4 separate regions of the Mus musculus genome follow, and all the other regions are linked to region 3. Evidence: chromatin contacts called from public HiChIP or PLAC-seq and promoter capture Hi-C data. All regions are on one chromosome and are shown on one strand. The core of a region is the stretch at or near the end of the contact, and the rest is flanking DNA. Distances in the headings are between cores, read along the strand shown. Region 1 has its middle 25 kb from the start of Emid1. Region 2 holds the start of Gas2l1 (growth arrest-specific 2 like 1). Region 3 holds the start of Urgcp (upregulator of cell proliferation). Region 4 holds the start of Tmed4 (transmembrane p24 trafficking protein 4).

Region 1 (4,013 bases), core at 1,106-3,605, 560 kb after region 3:
GGGTCTGCAGCAAGCGGGAAAGCTGCTGAGGGAGGCTTCAAGGCCACGGGATGCTCTCTGGAAGGATGCTGGCAGCGTCTTTTAAATTGAATCAGGCTCTAGGGACCTATCGCCAGAAAGCTTCCCACACCAACCCTCGAGGCGCAAACACAAGAGTGCAGGGCTGACTTGCAGCCTTGATGGTTTGTTAACACCTGAGGGACTGTTTCTGGCTAAGCAGGACAAGTATACGATTTCATTTAACCCTGAGGGGCAGCAGTCACAGTCAGGCCTTCTCTGGGGTGTAACCAGGGACTGAGAAGGCCAGCTGTCATCAAATGCACCCTGACTATGAAATTCTGTCACCAAAGGCTCAGCCTTCTCTCTCTCTCTCTCTCTCTCTCTCTCTCTCTCTCTACCTGGGACTGAGCCCAGAGAGCGGAATTTGTTCCTAAGCGTCCATGTTTGGCAGTTTTTTGTCTCTGTAACAAATATTTGAGGATAAACATTGAATCAAGGCTTTGTGGGGCTTGGAGATTTGGAAGTTTGGCCTGTGGTCAGTCAGCCCTGCTCTGCTCTGGGCCTGTGCAGTGCATCCCAGTGAGAGCTTGTGTTAAGGAAAAACCTGCTCACCTTTTGGCCAGGCAGCAAGAGAAGAAAAGGGGTCAGGTTTGCAACAAATCCCCTTCAAGGACACACCCCAAATGACATAAAGACCTTCCAAGAGGACCTACCCTTTAAAGGTACCACCACCTCTCAATAGCAACAAACGGGGAAGCCACGCCTTCCACACATGGCTTTGGGAGGCATTGCAGACCTAAACTGTCAGTTTAACTGTGGCTTTGCCTCCATGGTCAGTGTCATCTCCACAGAGGCTGCTAGAAAGAACCAGACTAGAAAGATGGGGGTGAGAAAAGGGGTTCCACCTGTGCTATGGGGGAGCCACCATCCATGGTGGGTGAAAACTTTCCAGTCTGCTGCTACAGAGTCACACATACTCCTGTAGGCAAGCCTTCACTCATGCTCTGGTCATGTGTGAGCCTTGATGAAACCAAACTCTAGTTTGATATTGCGTTCTTAGAAGAGGGAGGGAGGGAGGAAAGGAAAGGAGGGAGGGAGGGAGGAAGGGATTTACATCTCCCCAGGGAAGAAATTCTCATTGTTCCAACCACAACACAAAGTAGCAGACAGTGAGTGCCCCAGCAAGGGACAGAGGGATGCTCGCTAACCCTGAGACCAGCCAGGCAGGAACCTAGCTTTACAAGAAAAAAAGGGGACTGGCCGGGGCGTGGTGGCGCACGCCTTTAATCCCAGCACTCGGAGGCAGAGGCAGCCGGATTTCTGAGTTCCAGGACAGCCAGGGCTATACAGAGAAACCCTGTCTAGATAAAAAAGAAAAAAAAAAAAAAAAAGAGGGAACTGGGAAGTGGGGGCAGGGGGGGATGCAAACCTATGGACCGGGAGCTCTTAGGGAGCGAGGACTTGGGGCTGCAGCTCATAGGGCTGGCCGTCCCAGGTATATGGCGTTTGCAGGGTCCTGTGCTCCTGATTTGGCTCTGGCTGTTGGCCTCCTGAGAGTCTTCATTATTTTTCCAAGAAGAGACTCTATATTTTCATTTTGCACTGTGGTGCCCACAAATTATAGTCAGTCCTGAGTCCAGAGACTCTGCTGCTGAGGCTAAACACTTTGCCCATCTATGTCTAGCACATACTACATAGATATTTGTGTGCACACCAAACATGTGTATACCCACCATACGTGCATATAGTCCCCGGTACCAGCATACCCTTTCAGACTTCTCCCTCCAAGACCTTTTTAATGATTTATTTATTTACTTCTTTGTGCACTGGTGTTTTGCCTGTATGTATATCTGTTTGAGGGTGTCAGATCCCCTGGAACTGGAGTTATAGGCAGTTGTGAGCTGCCCTGTAAGTGCTGGGAACTGAACCTGGGTCCTCTGGAAGAGCAGCCAGTGCTCTTAACCATCTCCCAGCTCCTACATGGTTCATTTTACCTATAAATATTTACTGAACATCATATGACTGATATGATAGGATATATGATAGTGTTGATGGCAAGGAATACTGGGACAGACAATGGCCTCTGCTTTGTGGAGCCTGAGGCCATGTACCCTGGCCAGGCTGGCCTTCTGGAAGTTACCTGTCTCCTTGTACCAGCTGTAGGCCACTGAGCGCGGAGGACTCCCGCCTGACCTGGCACCTAGCTCAGTTCACCAGAAGCCTACCCAGGGCGTTGGCCATTGGCTCGGTTGGGAATATTCTAGAGGATCCAGTGAGTCTTAGGCGACACAGAAGTTATAGACGCCCATCCTTTCTCAGCCGTGATGAGATGAACCTTTCAGAGATCAAGAGACCACGATCAAAGGGTTTTTATGTCAGTCTTTCCTTCCTGCCTCAGGCTGTGGTAAGCGGCTGTGATGCGCACATCCTGCTTCCTGCCTCTGCTGGCAGCCAGAATCTCTTCTTTAGGGTTGTTTTTTTTTTTTTAAACCACACTAGAGATCATGCCAGGGCCAAGGCAAGAGCTCTACCCTAGCACGTGTTTGTTTGTTTGTTTGTTTGTTTGTGAGGTAGCCTCAAACTCTCCACCTTCTATCTCAGCCTCCAGTATGCTGTGCTTAGAAGTCTGCACACTCAGAGACTCAGAGACTCTGCAGCGCTCAGCCTGAGCCTGGGGCCTTGGGGTGCTCTACCATCGAAGAGTCCCAGGCCTATTCCAGTGTAAACTCACGGGCCTCCAGCCTCAGTGGAATTTCCTAGTGGAATTGCTGTCTTTGTCACCAGTTTGACTCAGCAGCCAGATTTTAAGCCCCGGCCATTGAAAACTCTGCAGTAACGTACCTCAGCTGGTCTTAGGCACTGCCCAGAAAGTATGGCCGACAAAACAGCCCAGCTGTTTGAACAAAAGAAGCTGGTGACATCAGAGTGCCAGGTGGAGCTGCCTTCTCCTCAGACTGAAAGCATGTTCTCATGACGGCCTGTCACAGCTACCCCCTCACTTGAGGCAGGACTGAGTTATGCCCTTCTGGTCTCGGGGACCTGTGAGGTGAATTCTGCTCTGTTTCTCAACAAAACAGCATACAAGTCTACAGAATCGACTCAGTGGGTGTGTGCCTAGGTCCACACAGCATGAGGACCCGAGTTCAGATCTCCAGCATCCAGGTTAAAAAGCCAGGTGTGGTGGCGTGTACCTGCAGTCTAAGTGCTGGGACAACACTGGCCAGCCAGCTTAGCCAAATCAGTACCTCTGAGTTCAGTGAGAGACCCTGCTCAAAAACTAAGGTGCAGAGTGGGTAAGGGAGACACTTGACTTCAACCACTGGCCTACACAGACAGACAGACAGACAGGCAGAGACAGACACACAGACATACAGAGACAGAAAGAGATAGACAGATACACACAGACAGACACACAGATACACAATATACACAGACACACGACAGACACATAGAGAGTAAGTCAGAAAGACAGACACATACAGAAACATAGACACACAAGACACACACAGACACACAGAGACAGAGACAGAAAGACAGACAGATATACAGACAGACAGACAGACAGACAGACAGACACACAAACCACAACAAGAAACCACAAAAACCCAGAAAGTATGGGTTTCTGAACACAGTGACAGGTGGCTGGAGGGCTCCCCATGGGCGCTGGCCCTGACTCCCATGTGATTCAGCCCTGGAAGGCCATGGGAAGCCATGAGTGCTCTGTGTGGATCTGTGGCCACAGTTGTCTAATACCGTGGTTGGGATCTGTCACTGAGTGATGTCAAAGGTTCTAGGCTCAGGGTAGACTCTGGCTTTCCCAGAACCAGCAGCTATGTTGGTCTGCTGTTTCTTAGTCTTTGAAACTCTGTCACTCCTGAGAGAATTCATAGTATAGATTTAAGCATCCCTGGAGTCTCTCGCTGGACACCACCTCAGCTGTCACATCTTTGGTTATGTCAGTCAAGGGCCTTTGGCACTGGGAGCTGCCTATGCACCCAGCTCCTTCAAGGATG
Region 2 (4,096 bases), core at 1,340-3,839, 680 kb after region 3:
GACAATTATGATGTGATAACTACAGTTCCATTTTACAGATGAAGTCACTGAGGCTTAGGGAGATTAAGCATGGTACCTAGTTTTTGTGTAAGAGTTTCATATTGAAACATTCTATCCCATCCTTTATGAAGCTCTTTAAAAAGGAAAGTAGACAACTCAAAATGGCTTCAGGAAGTCCCTGGAACAGACCAGATTCACTAGGCCCCAACTTGCCAGGATAAGTAGAGCCAAGCTGCAAAGAAAACTCTCAGACAAGCCAAGTTTTAAAGGAGACTCTTGTTTTTGTTTTTTGTTTTTTTTCGAGACAGGGACGGTCTCTCTGTGTAGCCTTGGCTGTCCTGGAACTCACTCTGTAGACCAGGCTGGCCTCGAACTCAGAAATCCTCCTGACTCTGCCTCCCGAGTGAAAGGAGACTCTTGAGACCAGAGCAGCTGCCTGGAAGAGAGTTTTAGACCAACTGAGGCACCTAGAAAGGACATTCCAGAACCTGTTGAGCTGCCTGCAGGCTATGATCAGGTTCCCATCTTTGGGAGCTGTCACTCATGCTTGGGTGGGCCTTTGGTGATGCTGCTGTTTGAGCCATGTCTGTTCTTGTAACTCCAATAAAAATTGGGCTTTTGTGGTTTCAGTCCTTTGGTCTGTTGTGGGTTCCCTATCAGGAGTGCACAGACTTGTGTGTGACATCTCCCCCAGGAAGTTTGTCAGACAACACTGGTGACCAACAGAGCTTAGATTCAGTCTTCTATGTCCAGAACACTGAAGCACAGTGAGGTGGCTATAAGTAGGGGTCAAATTCCTGCAGAGCTGCTGATGGCAATGGTACCTTAACCTCCCCAGTCCTCAGCTTCCCTAGATCTACAAAACCATCATATGAGGCTGGATAAGGGAACCTGCCACCATGCCACAATACCCAGGATCCCACATGGTGAAAGGCAGAACAAACTCCCAAAAGTTTGCCTTGCCTACATACCTTGACACAGACACACACTCACTAAACAGATGTAATAAAAAGTATCGGTGTATCAGATTATTTTGAAGATGATTGCTGGGTATGACGGTTCATTACTGCTTGTTCCAGGACAAGTCATTTCTCAATTCCTTCACTTAGAATTCAGTCTCCATAGCCAATTCTTCAGGACTTCACTCCCTGCTAGGTGTTATTTTTTTTTTTTTTTTTGTTTAACAACTCCGTGTCCACAATGTTCACCCCCAAACCTGGGATTTCTCCCTCATCTATACTCACACACTCACCTCACTAACATACATCATCAGTTTTCAACAGGCAGTCAAGATCCAGCATCCCCTCTCCCCATTCAACCTAAACCACTTGCCTCCCTCAGAGGCTTCCCTGACCCTGACCCTGACGCTGCAACAACAGCAGTTACAGGAGCCCTTATGGCTGCTACGTCAGCCTCTCCTAAATTCCTCCTTAGAGAGAGGCCTGGGATCCCAACAGAGAGAGCACACCATGAGTTCAAAGCCAGCTCAGGCTACATAGCAGAACTCTGTAAAAGTAATGACATGGTGGAACATTCCTTTAATCCCAGCACTCAGGCGGCAGAGACAGGCAGATCTCTATGACTTTTGAGGCCAGCCTGGTCTATATAGGGAGTTCCAGGCCAGCCTGGTCTACATAGTGAGATCCTGCCTCAAAACCACAACAAACTCCAACAATAATAATTTAATAATAATTAACAAATAAACCGGGGGCTGGGGAGATGGCTCAGTGGTTAAGAGCACCAACTGCTCTTCCGAAGATCCGGAGTTCAAATCCCAGCAACCACATGGTGGCTCACAACCATCCGTAACAAAATCTGATGCCCTCTTCTGGAGTATCTGAGGACAGCTACAGTGAACTTACATATAATAAATAAATCTTTAAAAAAAAACAAACAAATAAACCTCTCTTCCATGACCTTTGAAAAGCATGGTCCACAAGGCCCTAATGTTTCACCACTTCAGCCTTGCAAACCTACCCATTTTTCTTTCCTTCTTCCTTCCTTTCCTTTTTTTGAGATAGGCTTCCTCAGTGTGAAAAACTTTCCCTCTAGATGACTCTCAGCTTCCTCCGTCGCCTCCTTCCTTGATCTGAGTTAAAATTAAGTCCACACACCCCCACAAGATTTCCAGTCTCTCTCCAGCATCTCACTCCTCTCTCGGGCGACAGTAGGGGGCAGGATTCCCTAGATCTTCCAGGTTCCTCCTAAGGCGTGTAGTTGCCCCTGCCACACCCCCTCTTTTAACCTAACCCGCAGCCACCTTCCGATCCCTGAGCCTCATCGTCCTTGTACCTTAAGCTATCCCTGGGCCGTCCTGCAGGAAGAGCACCCAGTTATCTGACTTGCAGAGGTCCACCCGGGACGGAGGTGACTCTGCAGTCCCCGGCCCCTATCGCTTCCGGGGAGGCCACTGTCACGGGGGAAGGACAGCTGAAAGGATCTGAACCCCGCCTAGGAAGACCCAGACCCGGAGTTAAAGGGGGGGTGAGGTGGGGGTGATGCCTTAGGGCCTAAGGCCCGAGAAAGGCACGGCCCCTTTAAGAGCGCAGCTCCGCCCCTTCCTGGCCGGATCCAAATTCCAGGGGGGCGGGGCAGAGCGGACGCCTGGAAGCAGCGATCTCGGGCGACGCCTGTGTGCGGCGGCGCGGCCCGGCTCCGGCCCCGCCGGGGCGATGCTCCCCGGGGCGGCGGGGTGAGCCAGGTGAGCGCGGGGACCCCCAGGAGCCCTAGCCAGAGTGCCTGGAGGTGGGCCGGGCGGTGCGGGCTCTCTGCTTCCCAGGGCTGTGTGACCCTGACTGGGCACTCACCCTCTCTGGACCAGGCCTCGAGCACTGCGGAGGCTCGCGGGGGCCGTTCGGAGTCCCGGCCTTTCAGGCACCAGCTCGGGCGGCTTTTCGCAGCAGGAATCCGGCCTGCCTGGGTGACCCGATTCCTCCACCCACTGCTCTGCGACCTTCGGCGAATGCCTGCCCTTACTGCGCCTCAGTTTCCTCATCTGTAGAATGGAGACGCGGTCGCCGCTCAGCCTGTGGCGCGGCCCTTAGCGGAGAGGAGAAGGGAAAGGCGGGACTTCGTGCAGGTTATGGGCTGAGCAATGGAAACAGTCTCTCCGTGGTTCTGGGCGAGGCTCCTCTCCTGTCCCTCCCTACCCACATGTCTTCATGTTTTTAAATGGCATTTCTTCCTCGTGGGTGCCAACTTGTCCCCAGCCACCCTCTCCCGACCAGCCAGACAGCAAACATAAACACTACAATGGTGTAAATGTTACTGAGTCCCTTAAAGCAGGTCATGGCACCGTGAGAACAATGTGGTGCTACGTTTGCTTGTTCACAGCTTGCTCTTAAACTTAGCGTCTCCCCTGAGTGGCGGGCTGGTAGAGGTGGACCATTCTGAACCCTTTCGAGTCTTCACAGCAATCCTGACCTATGTCCCCACAGTGACTCCACTGGCTCTGGGCATGGCGAACCCAGTGGCGGGCATCGCAGGCTCTGCCGCCAAGAGTGTGCGACCCTTCCGATCCAGTGAGGCCTATGTGGAAGCCATGAAGGAAGACCTGGCCGATTGGCTCAATGCTTTGTACAGTCTAGGTCTCCCCGGCAGTGGCGATGGCTTCCTCACGGGGCTGGCCACAGGCACAACCCTGTGCCAACATGCCAACGCTGTCACCGAGGCTGCCCGGGCTCTGGCTGCTGCCCGTCCAACCCGAGGTGTGGCCTTCCAGGCACACAGTGTGGCGCCTGGCTCCTTCATGGCCCGAGACAACGTGGCCTCTTTCATCGGCTGGTGCCGGGCTGAGCTGGGCGTGCCTGAAGTGCTCATGTTTGAGACAGAGGACCTGGTGCTACGCAAGAACGAGAAGAGTGTGGTGCTCTGCCTGCTGGAGGTCGCCCGGCGTGGGGCGCGCCTTGGCCTGCTTGCCCCGAGGCTGGTACAGTTCGAGCAGGAGATCGAGCGGGAGCTTCGAGCTACCCCTCAGGTTTCCAGCGTCCCTGCTGCTGAAGAGGATGTCACTGAAATTGCCACTGTACCAGGGGTTCCCACCCGCACACCCCGCATGACGCCCAATGACCTTCGAAACCTTGATGAGCTGGTGAGT
Region 3 (3,715 bases), core at 1,113-3,612:
ATATTTCATCTTCGCTGCCCAGGACCCTGCTAGGCAGCCCTCCTATGGCTGCTTTCCCCTGAACCTACATGTCAGCTGTTTCACCCTCCTGCGCCTTTCCAGAGTGGTCCGTCTCCTACACTCCGGTCTTGGAGGAATCTCCTCTTCCTCCTTCCCTTCCTGGGAATCCTAAAAGTCCTGTCTCTGTCTTCCTACCCAGTCATCAGCCACCGGAAACTTTATTGACCAGTCAAAAACCAACTGGGGACAGGCTTCCTTTGGTCCAATGTGTGGTGTGGGACACTGCTCCCTGAGGGCTGGGACTGAAGGCCTGCACTACCACAGCCTGGCGGAAGAGGCTTCCTTTTGCACATCAATTTAGGTTTTTGTTTTGTTTTGTTTTGTTTTTTTTTGGGGGGGGGGGTGTTCAAGACAGGGTTTCTCTGTGTAGCCCTGGCTGTCCTGGAACTCACTTTGTAGACCAGGCTGGCCTTGAACTCAGAAATCCACCTGCCTGTGCCTCTGCCTCTGCCTCTGCCTCTGCCTCTGCCTCTGCCTCTGCCTCTGCCTCTGCCTCTGCCTCTGCCTCTGCCTCTGCCTCTGCCTCTGCCTCCCAAGTGCTGAGATTAAAGGCGAGGCCACCACCGCCCTGCTTGTTTTGGTTTTTTAAACTTGCTTTAGTCTGGCCTTCTCTAGTGGCGATCATTACTGCCTTGAATCCAGCCATTTATGATTGCCCAGTCCTCAACCTTTCTCACCCTTTCTTCTGGATTTGTACTTTGTATCGAACTTTCCATTTGTCAGCTTTCCTGGGTAGCTCTCTGATGTCTTCTGAACATCTCAAGTAATTGTTAGCTTTTGTTTTCCTGAAGAGGGCAAGAATGTCCAGAAGCACTGACTGGATTCAAGTACTGAAAGAGAACCTGTACTAAAGGAGTATTCATTTATTTAGCCCTCAGAGAAGAAGAGAATGAGGAGTGGTGGCCCTGGAGAGCTCCTGTCTTATCTGGGCAACTGTAGCTAGTAAGTAGGCAGAGCCCAGTTTCCAGCCTAGGTGTTCTGGTCGATGGGCAAATTGTTCAATTATCTCTTCGGTGCTTTATAATCTCTTTGGTGTTTAATATTCTTTTTTTTTAAGATTTATTTATTTTATTATCTGTAAATACACTGTAGCTGTCTTCAGACACTCCAGGAGAGGGCGTCAGATCTCATTACCGATGGTTGGGCGCCACCATGTGGTTGCTGGGATTTGAACTCAGGACCTCTGGAAGAGCATTCAGTGCTCTCAACCACTGAGCCATCTCTCCAGCCCGGTGTTTAATATTCTTAGTGGTGAAGAGAATACTATCTCAATGTTGGGCCCTGCCCCGCATGGTGGTGCACACTTTTAATCTCAGCACTCTGGAGAAAAAGCAGGCAGGTGGAACTCCATGAATTCAAGGCCATCCTGGTCTACACAGCAAGCTCTTGGCAGGACAGTGTTAAACAGAGAACCTGTCTCAATGAAAATAAAGAAAAAGAACTTGAAGGTAGGAAGGTGGGGAGGAGCTGGGAAGGGAAATTATAGTGACACATAGTTTGTATTTTTTTTCTCATTTTCTCAACAGTTCATTACTACCGTTTGATTTGATTTTACTGGTTATGAGTTCTGAAATGACATGATTGGACTAATGCTTTTATGTCACAGAAAGGAAAATGCACTGTATGAAAAAAATAAATTGAAAAAACAACTTAATGTGATAACACAAAAATGCCACCAGCAGTGGTTTGCACTGCATAGTCCAGAGTTTGTTTCTTTAAATTAGGTATTTTCTCTTAAAAGATATAATTTGTCTTTGAAACTAATTTAGCAGGGGCTGGAACCAAGCCTCAAAATTTTACATGCCTAAATATTCATAGCTTGTAGGTGATTCTGGGAAACCCCACTGCACAAGTTCTAAACTTTTTATTTCTATGTAATACAAGATAAGGCTTAATATACACACTTAAAAAAAAAGTGGGAAACCAGCTCAGAGGCCAACATTACTCCACCCCGCTGCGAACTAGTAGCAGGAGAGATGTTGTTTTCCTTTAGAACAGCAACACTGTACACCCCAGAGGTAGAGGAAAGTGCGTTTCTTACAGAAATTAACATCAGAATGCGGGGACTAGAGGGTGGTGTCCAGCAGTCTGGCAGCTGTCAGTGGCCCCAGGGCAGGTCTGGCTCCGCAGGTGAGTTCCAGCCTCCGGGCAGCGGGCCGGCCTGGCCGGTGGCTGCCGTAGGTAGTGCTCTGGGCCCAGGGCGTCCTCTCCCTCGCCCCAGGCGCCCGCCTGCCCTCCACTGAGCTCAGCCCACGGCGCCCGACGCCCTAACGGAGCGGGCGGGGGCGGCCTACAGGCCCCTCCCCGGCGCCCGGCGGCAGCCGCGCAAGCAGCGGAGGAGGCGGGAGCGCCCAGGCCGCTGCGCTCATGGCGTCGCCGGGGTGAGTGAGGCGCTCCGGGTGTGCGGGGGGCGCCTGTTGGGCGAGGGGCGGGCGGAACTGTGCGTGTCCACCACCCGGCGCCCCCTTGGCCTCGGCCGGACCCCGGCTGACTCTGTCCCGCCAGGTGCCTGTCCACGACCCGCGGCCTCCCCCGCCGACCTTGGGCGGTCGTAGCCGGGCCAGGGTCTCCCGGCAGGGCCGCGGGCAGGACCAGCCAGGACAGCGGCCGGTCAGGGCCGGAGAAACGGGTTCTGGAGAGGGGCAGCAAGGAAGCTGCGGGAGGGGACTCGGGGTCCTAGGGCTCGGCTGAGGCCGCAGAGCGGCTTAGCAGGCCTGACGTGTGTTTCTGGCGTTTAGACTTGCTTGCGTTGGAAGTTGATGCTTGGGTTCACAGTCATTAGGGGACATCCCCAGGCTGTCCCACGTCAGGGCAAGTGGGGCTCAGCTGGACTGGACCCTTGTCCAGAGTGAAAAAGCGGATTCGGGATCTAAGACTGCCTGTGTTGGGGTGGGGGTGGGGGTGCTTCTGTGGGATGGCTACACTTGTTCTGGTATTACCTCTTTCCTAGTGCTCGTTCTCTCTCCCAAATAGTGTTCTTAGGAAATTATATAGTGACACATAGTTTGTATTTTTTTCTCATTTTCTCAACAGTTCATTACTACCGTTTGATTTGATTTTACTGGTTATGAGATCTGAAATGACATGATTGGACTAATGCTTTTATGTCACAGAAAGGAAAATGGGTCTCAAGGTCATCGCTATAGGTGGTAAACATCTTTTTGACTGTACGCCATCATTCAGAGGGTCTCAGACCCAGTAGTACTGGTAGCAGCCCACGCTGTGTATCATTGCAGTTAGAAGACTTACAGGTGCAGGAGGACTTCTGGGGGAAGCATGTAGAAGTTAGCTCTCCCACAAAGGCAGACTTCACTATGCTAGGGAGTGATTTGGCTCGGTACAGTGGTCTGAATGAAGGTGAATGAAGCAATCTGAACTTGATCCAGGCCTGCAGGCGCCAGTCAGATCATGGGCAATTTCCACCTGCCTAATGCCTTTCTAGGCTCGAGGGCAAGCAGGCACTTCTGAGACCAGGCCTTTTTCAATGCCAGCTGGGTATCCAGTACTTTGAGCTCATAAGGAGAATAAACTGTGATCCATCCTGGGCAGGCCAGGCTTTGGACCCAGAGGGCCAAGGTCCCTCTACATTCTTGCCCAGCCTCATAGGAAAGTGTAAGGCAGTGTTTGAGCCTGTGGCAGCTGCCATTAGGCTTGT
Region 4 (4,095 bases), core at 858-3,357, 530 kb before region 3:
AACTTCTGGGTCATGAGAACAAAGTAGCAGAAGAAGCTAATGTGCAGGCTGAAGCGCGAGAGAAGAAAGATGAAGCAGAGGTCCAAGTGCAGCCATGAAGCCTGTAAGAGCAGATGCAAAGGATGCTGAAGGCCAGGACACTGCACACGTTGTTGGACTGTCGATAATAAATCTCAGTGGCCCTTGAAAGTCACCTCACCAAGATCACCTGGGAAACTGACTTCCTTTCTTACATCCCAAACAGTCCTGCTGGCCCTCTGCCCTGGACCTTTGGCATTCTGGACTAGTTCTATTCTCACGTGTGACCAAACAAACAGTATCAGAAACCAAGGCCTGAGAACTTACCAAATGTGTCACACTGAGCCAGGGTCCAACATCCTTACCTTAAGCCCACATAGAGGAGCACTCCTAGCCTGGCAGTGAGCAATCCCAGCACTTGGGAGGCAGAGGCAGGCAGATATCCATGAGTTTGAGGCCAGCCTGGTCTACAGAGCAAGCTCCAAGCTAGCCAGGGATACAGAGAAAAATCCCCACTCCCCCAAAACAAACAAAAAACAAAACAAAAAGAAAAAAGAAAAAGAAAAAAGGAGCAGTCCTCACACTGCCATGGCAACTGCCCTACTGACCTGCTTTCTTATTATGGGAGTGTGTTTCAGGGATTGGCAAGACAAGGCCCTCCTGAACATCCCCCAGCATTCAGCTCAGCTGGGTCTCTGCTGCTATTCATTTCCTTGGTTCATTTGGACCTAGTCCTGAACTTCGTATTCATGGTCCTGTGATCCTGCATTTCAGTTCTGCTTCTGCTTGGTTCAACTCTATGTCTCTCAGCTCTGAAATCTTCAACAACAGCTCTGTGATTAGTTCAGTTAATCTAACAGAACTACCACAGTGCCTATTGGCTCTATGCCTCTGCCTCCCATTAAGACCTCTTTGAACTCCTTGAACTATGTTGCATCCTTTTAAACCTTTTTGTAAGGCTTCTCTAACACACACACACACACACACACACACACACACACACACACACACACACAGTCCTAGCTTGCTTTCTGTTGCTCTGATAAACACCACGACCAAAAGCAGAATGGGAGGAAAGCGTTTATTGGTTTCTGGGTTACAATCCATACCGAAAGAAGCCAGGGCAGGAACCCGTGGCAGGAATGTGGAGGCAGAAACTGAAGCAGCAGCTATGGAGAAGTGCTGCCTACTGGCTTGCCTCTGGCTTGCCTCTGGCTTTCTCAGCTACTTTTACTATACGACCCAGGACCATCTGCCCAGGGATGCTACCACCCATAGTGGGTTAGGCCCTCTATCAACTAACAACCAAGAAAATGCCCCATAGACAAGCTCACAAGCTAGTCCAATGGAGGCCAGTCCTCAGTTGAGGTTCCCTCTTCCCTGTTGTGTCAAGTTGACAGTCAATGCTAGGTCATACACATAGACATAATCACTATATGATATATAATGTATGACTTGATAGTAATTAAAACTGGATAAAAGAACCTGTTTCAGTTGGCGGTAGCTCAGTTGGTAGAGTGCTTGGCCAGCTTGCAAGAAGCTCCATCCTCAGCACCCAGCAGCGTCAGGTGTGATAATACACTGCTCAGGAGGCTGTGTAAACTAAGCTATCTTTGAATTTATTGTGACTCAATAAGTCCTGCAGTTGTGAAATGACACAATGTGTTCTCTTCTGTAGGGTGCTCAAAAGAAAGGTTTATTTTACTTCAGGTGCTGGGGACCAGAAGAACTCACGCTGTTCAGGTTAACCATCTCAAGTCGCCTAGCACCCTTCCCCGAAAAGTACGCTTGCTTCTCCTTACACAGAGCACAGGCGCAGAGAGGTGCCTAACAAGGGCAATCAAGCCTAAAGACAAGGGACAGAAGCCCTGGGCAGCTTCATTGGGCCGGCCTTTTCTCTCTGTAAGGCTAGTTTACGCTAGGGGACGCTCGGGCGCAGAACAATGCAAGCTTGGGGTCGGGTGTACAGCGGACCGGGTTTCGAAAGGGAGCTGAGGGACTGCGACACTGCGCAGGCGCATGTTCCGTTTCCAAGCGGGTGCGCAAACGCTGAGCAGTGCGCAAGTGTGCGCATGTGCAAGGTTGAGGCGCAATGGCAGGTGTTGGGGTCGGACCGCTGCAGGGGATGGTGCGATTTGGGCTGCTGGTGCTTACTGTGTGTGCTGCGTGTGCCCGTGGGCTCTATTTCCACATCGGCGAGACTGAGAAGCGCTGCTTCATCGAGGAAATACCCGACGAGACCATGGTCATCGGTCAGGGGGCTGAGGGTGGAGAGGCCCTTTGTTTTCAGCTGGCCCTTGGAAGCACCCCTCCTTCCCTGTCAGCTCGACCCCATCCCGAGGGTGCCTTGAGGGCACCAGCTCCCCTGCACAGTGCCCTGGGGCCACCTCCTGGGGGCTAGGTTGTGACTGTGTGTCTACTCTGCAGGCAACTATCGAACTCAGATGTGGGACAAACAGAAAGAGGTGTTCCTGCCGTCGACCCCCGGCCTGGGCATGCATGTAGAGGTGAAGGACCCGGACGGCAAGGTAAACCCCCACCACCTCGCTAAAAAGGTTCTAGCTGGCGCCAGCTGTCCGTTAATGTCTTTATGGGATGGAAAATACCGCCGTGGTCCTGAGAAAGTCCCCAGGTACCAGGTCCCGCATTTTAAGAGATCGTTGTAAAATTGGGGCTTGATGCGTGTTTGCAGGTTGTACTGTCCCGGCAATACGGCTCCGAGGGCCGTTTCACGTTCACATCCCACACACCCGGTGACCATCAGATTTGTCTTCACTCCAACTCCACCAGAATGGCTCTCTTCGCTGGAGGCAAACTGGTAAGAGGCTCATCAGCCTTAGAGTTTCTCACTTGATACCAAGGTTGATTTCTTGCTGTCTTTTCTTTTTTCTTTTAACTTTGCCTTTCTGGGGGCAGCAAGTGGGTACAGTTAGAACTGGATGTCCTTCTTCCTCATTCAGCCAGAGACAAGAATCAGACTCCATAGCGGTAACAGACGGTGGGTGGCACCCCCGTCATTTCGTCCTGTTTCCTTGTAGCGTGTACACTTGGACATCCAGGTTGGAGAGCATGCCAACAACTACCCCGAGATCGCTGCTAAGGATAAGTTAACAGAGCTCCAGCTTCGAGCTCGCCAGTTGCTTGACCAGGTGGAACAGATCCAGAAGGAGCAGGATTATCAGAGGGTAAGGGACTTGAACTTGGAGGCTGTACTTGACCTTTAAACCCACTGTGCAACGTGGCTGCTGGGGACTTCTCTACTCGGGAATGTGGGAGTTACCAGTCAGTCTACATAGGTGAGGTTTGGGTTTGCTTTTCTTTCCTCGATTTCTGTATATGTCTACAGTGGCAGGGTTGGACGTTAGGCAAGCTCTCTACCATTGAGCCACACCTCCAGTCATGTGTGTGTGTCTGTATTATATATCCGTATATAAAATGTATTATATTTATTTTAATGACTATATTATATATAAATACATATATGTGTATATAAGTTCTAAAAGCTTACATCACTCACTATTTCTAGGTGGTCTTCCATCCAAGTATGAACCAGGCCTGGCTCTGCTTAGCTTCTGAGATCAGATCTCAGGTGTTCAGGATGGTGTGGCTGTAGACCATTTAATATTTTTTTCTGTTTGTTTGTTATGAAATACATATAAAACCTAACATTTTAACTATGTGTAAGCGTACAGAGCTGTGGCATTACGTAGATTCATGTCCCGTTGCCCCCATCCCTGCTGTCTATCTGCATCACTTTCACCTTCCCAGCAACCCTGACCACATTGAGCTCTCCTCTTCCCTAGCTGAGGTTTGGATGTTTCCTCTGTGATCCTGATTATCAGTAAACACCAGCTCCCCCTTTCCCATGTTCTGCTGCAGTTCTACTTTTTGCTTATGGTCTTGGTCTTTTTTTGTTTGTTTGTTTTGTTTTTTTCGAGACAGGGTTTCTCTGTATAGCCCTGGCTGTCCTGGAACTCACTCTGTAGACCAGGCTGGCCTCGAACTCAGAAATCCGCCTGCCTCTGCCTCCCGAGTGCTGGGATTAAAAGCGTGTGCCACCACACCCAGCTTGCCTAT

The links. HiChIP or PLAC-seq counts read pairs in DNA pulled down with a chosen protein or histone mark. Capture Hi-C pulls out chosen DNA fragments and counts their contacts.
Region 1: a contact with region 3 is called in an H3K27ac HiChIP or PLAC-seq map of regulatory T cell precursor, with 6 times the contacts expected there. The contact joins the enhancer-like site here to the promoter of Urgcp in region 3. A contact is called at or near these places in 1 of 15 datasets of contacts at CTCF or cohesin (the NIH/3T3 cell line) and 3 of 115 datasets of contacts at active chromatin or transcription factors (embryonic stem cells, memory CD8 T cells and regulatory T cell precursor).
Region 2: a contact with region 3 is called in an H3K4me3 HiChIP or PLAC-seq map of neural tube, with 5 times the contacts expected there. The contact joins the promoter of Gas2l1 here to the promoter of Urgcp in region 3. A contact is called at or near these places in 3 of 39 promoter capture datasets (liver and pre-B cells), 3 of 115 datasets of contacts at active chromatin or transcription factors (astrocytes, bone marrow-derived macrophages and neural tube) and 2 of 9 other capture datasets (adipose tissue and liver).
Region 4: a promoter capture Hi-C map of liver shows a contact between it and region 3, with 2.3 times the contacts expected there. The contact joins the promoter of Tmed4 here to the promoter of Urgcp in region 3. A contact is called at or near these places in 1 of 39 promoter capture datasets (hippocampal neurons), 2 of 115 datasets of contacts at active chromatin or transcription factors (embryonic forebrain and stem cell-derived neural progenitor cells) and 1 of 9 other capture datasets (liver).

The regions. Positions count from the first base shown.
Region 1 is chr11:5,175,708-5,179,720 of GRCm38.p6, reverse strand. No RefSeq gene overlaps it. Among named protein-coding and RNA genes, the nearest start is that of Emid1, 25 kb to the right of the region's middle. Within about 2 kb of position 2,355, at least 89 of the 459 cell types and tissues checked have an H3K27ac peak or open chromatin away from gene starts, as enhancers often do. A contact at or near this core is called in memory CD8 T cells and regulatory T cell precursor, where this site is marked.
Region 2 is chr11:5,063,820-5,067,915 of GRCm38.p6, reverse strand. Gas2l1 (growth arrest-specific 2 like 1) reads left to right here and starts at 2,589. Exons shown (of 7, transcript NM_144560.3): 1 at 2,589-2,701; 2 at 2,822-3,079; 3 at 3,438-4,090. The coding sequence starts at 3,458.
Region 3 is chr11:5,739,823-5,743,537 of GRCm38.p6, reverse strand. Urgcp (upregulator of cell proliferation) reads left to right here and starts at 2,362. Exons shown (of 6, transcript NM_178623.3): 1 at 2,362-2,441. The coding sequence starts at 2,428.
Region 4 is chr11:6,272,849-6,276,943 of GRCm38.p6, reverse strand. It overlaps Tmed4 (transmembrane p24 trafficking protein 4), which reads left to right and starts at 2,107. Exons shown (of 5, transcript NM_134020.1): 1 at 2,107-2,270; 2 at 2,446-2,546; 3 at 2,711-2,836; 4 at 3,057-3,203. The coding sequence starts at 2,111.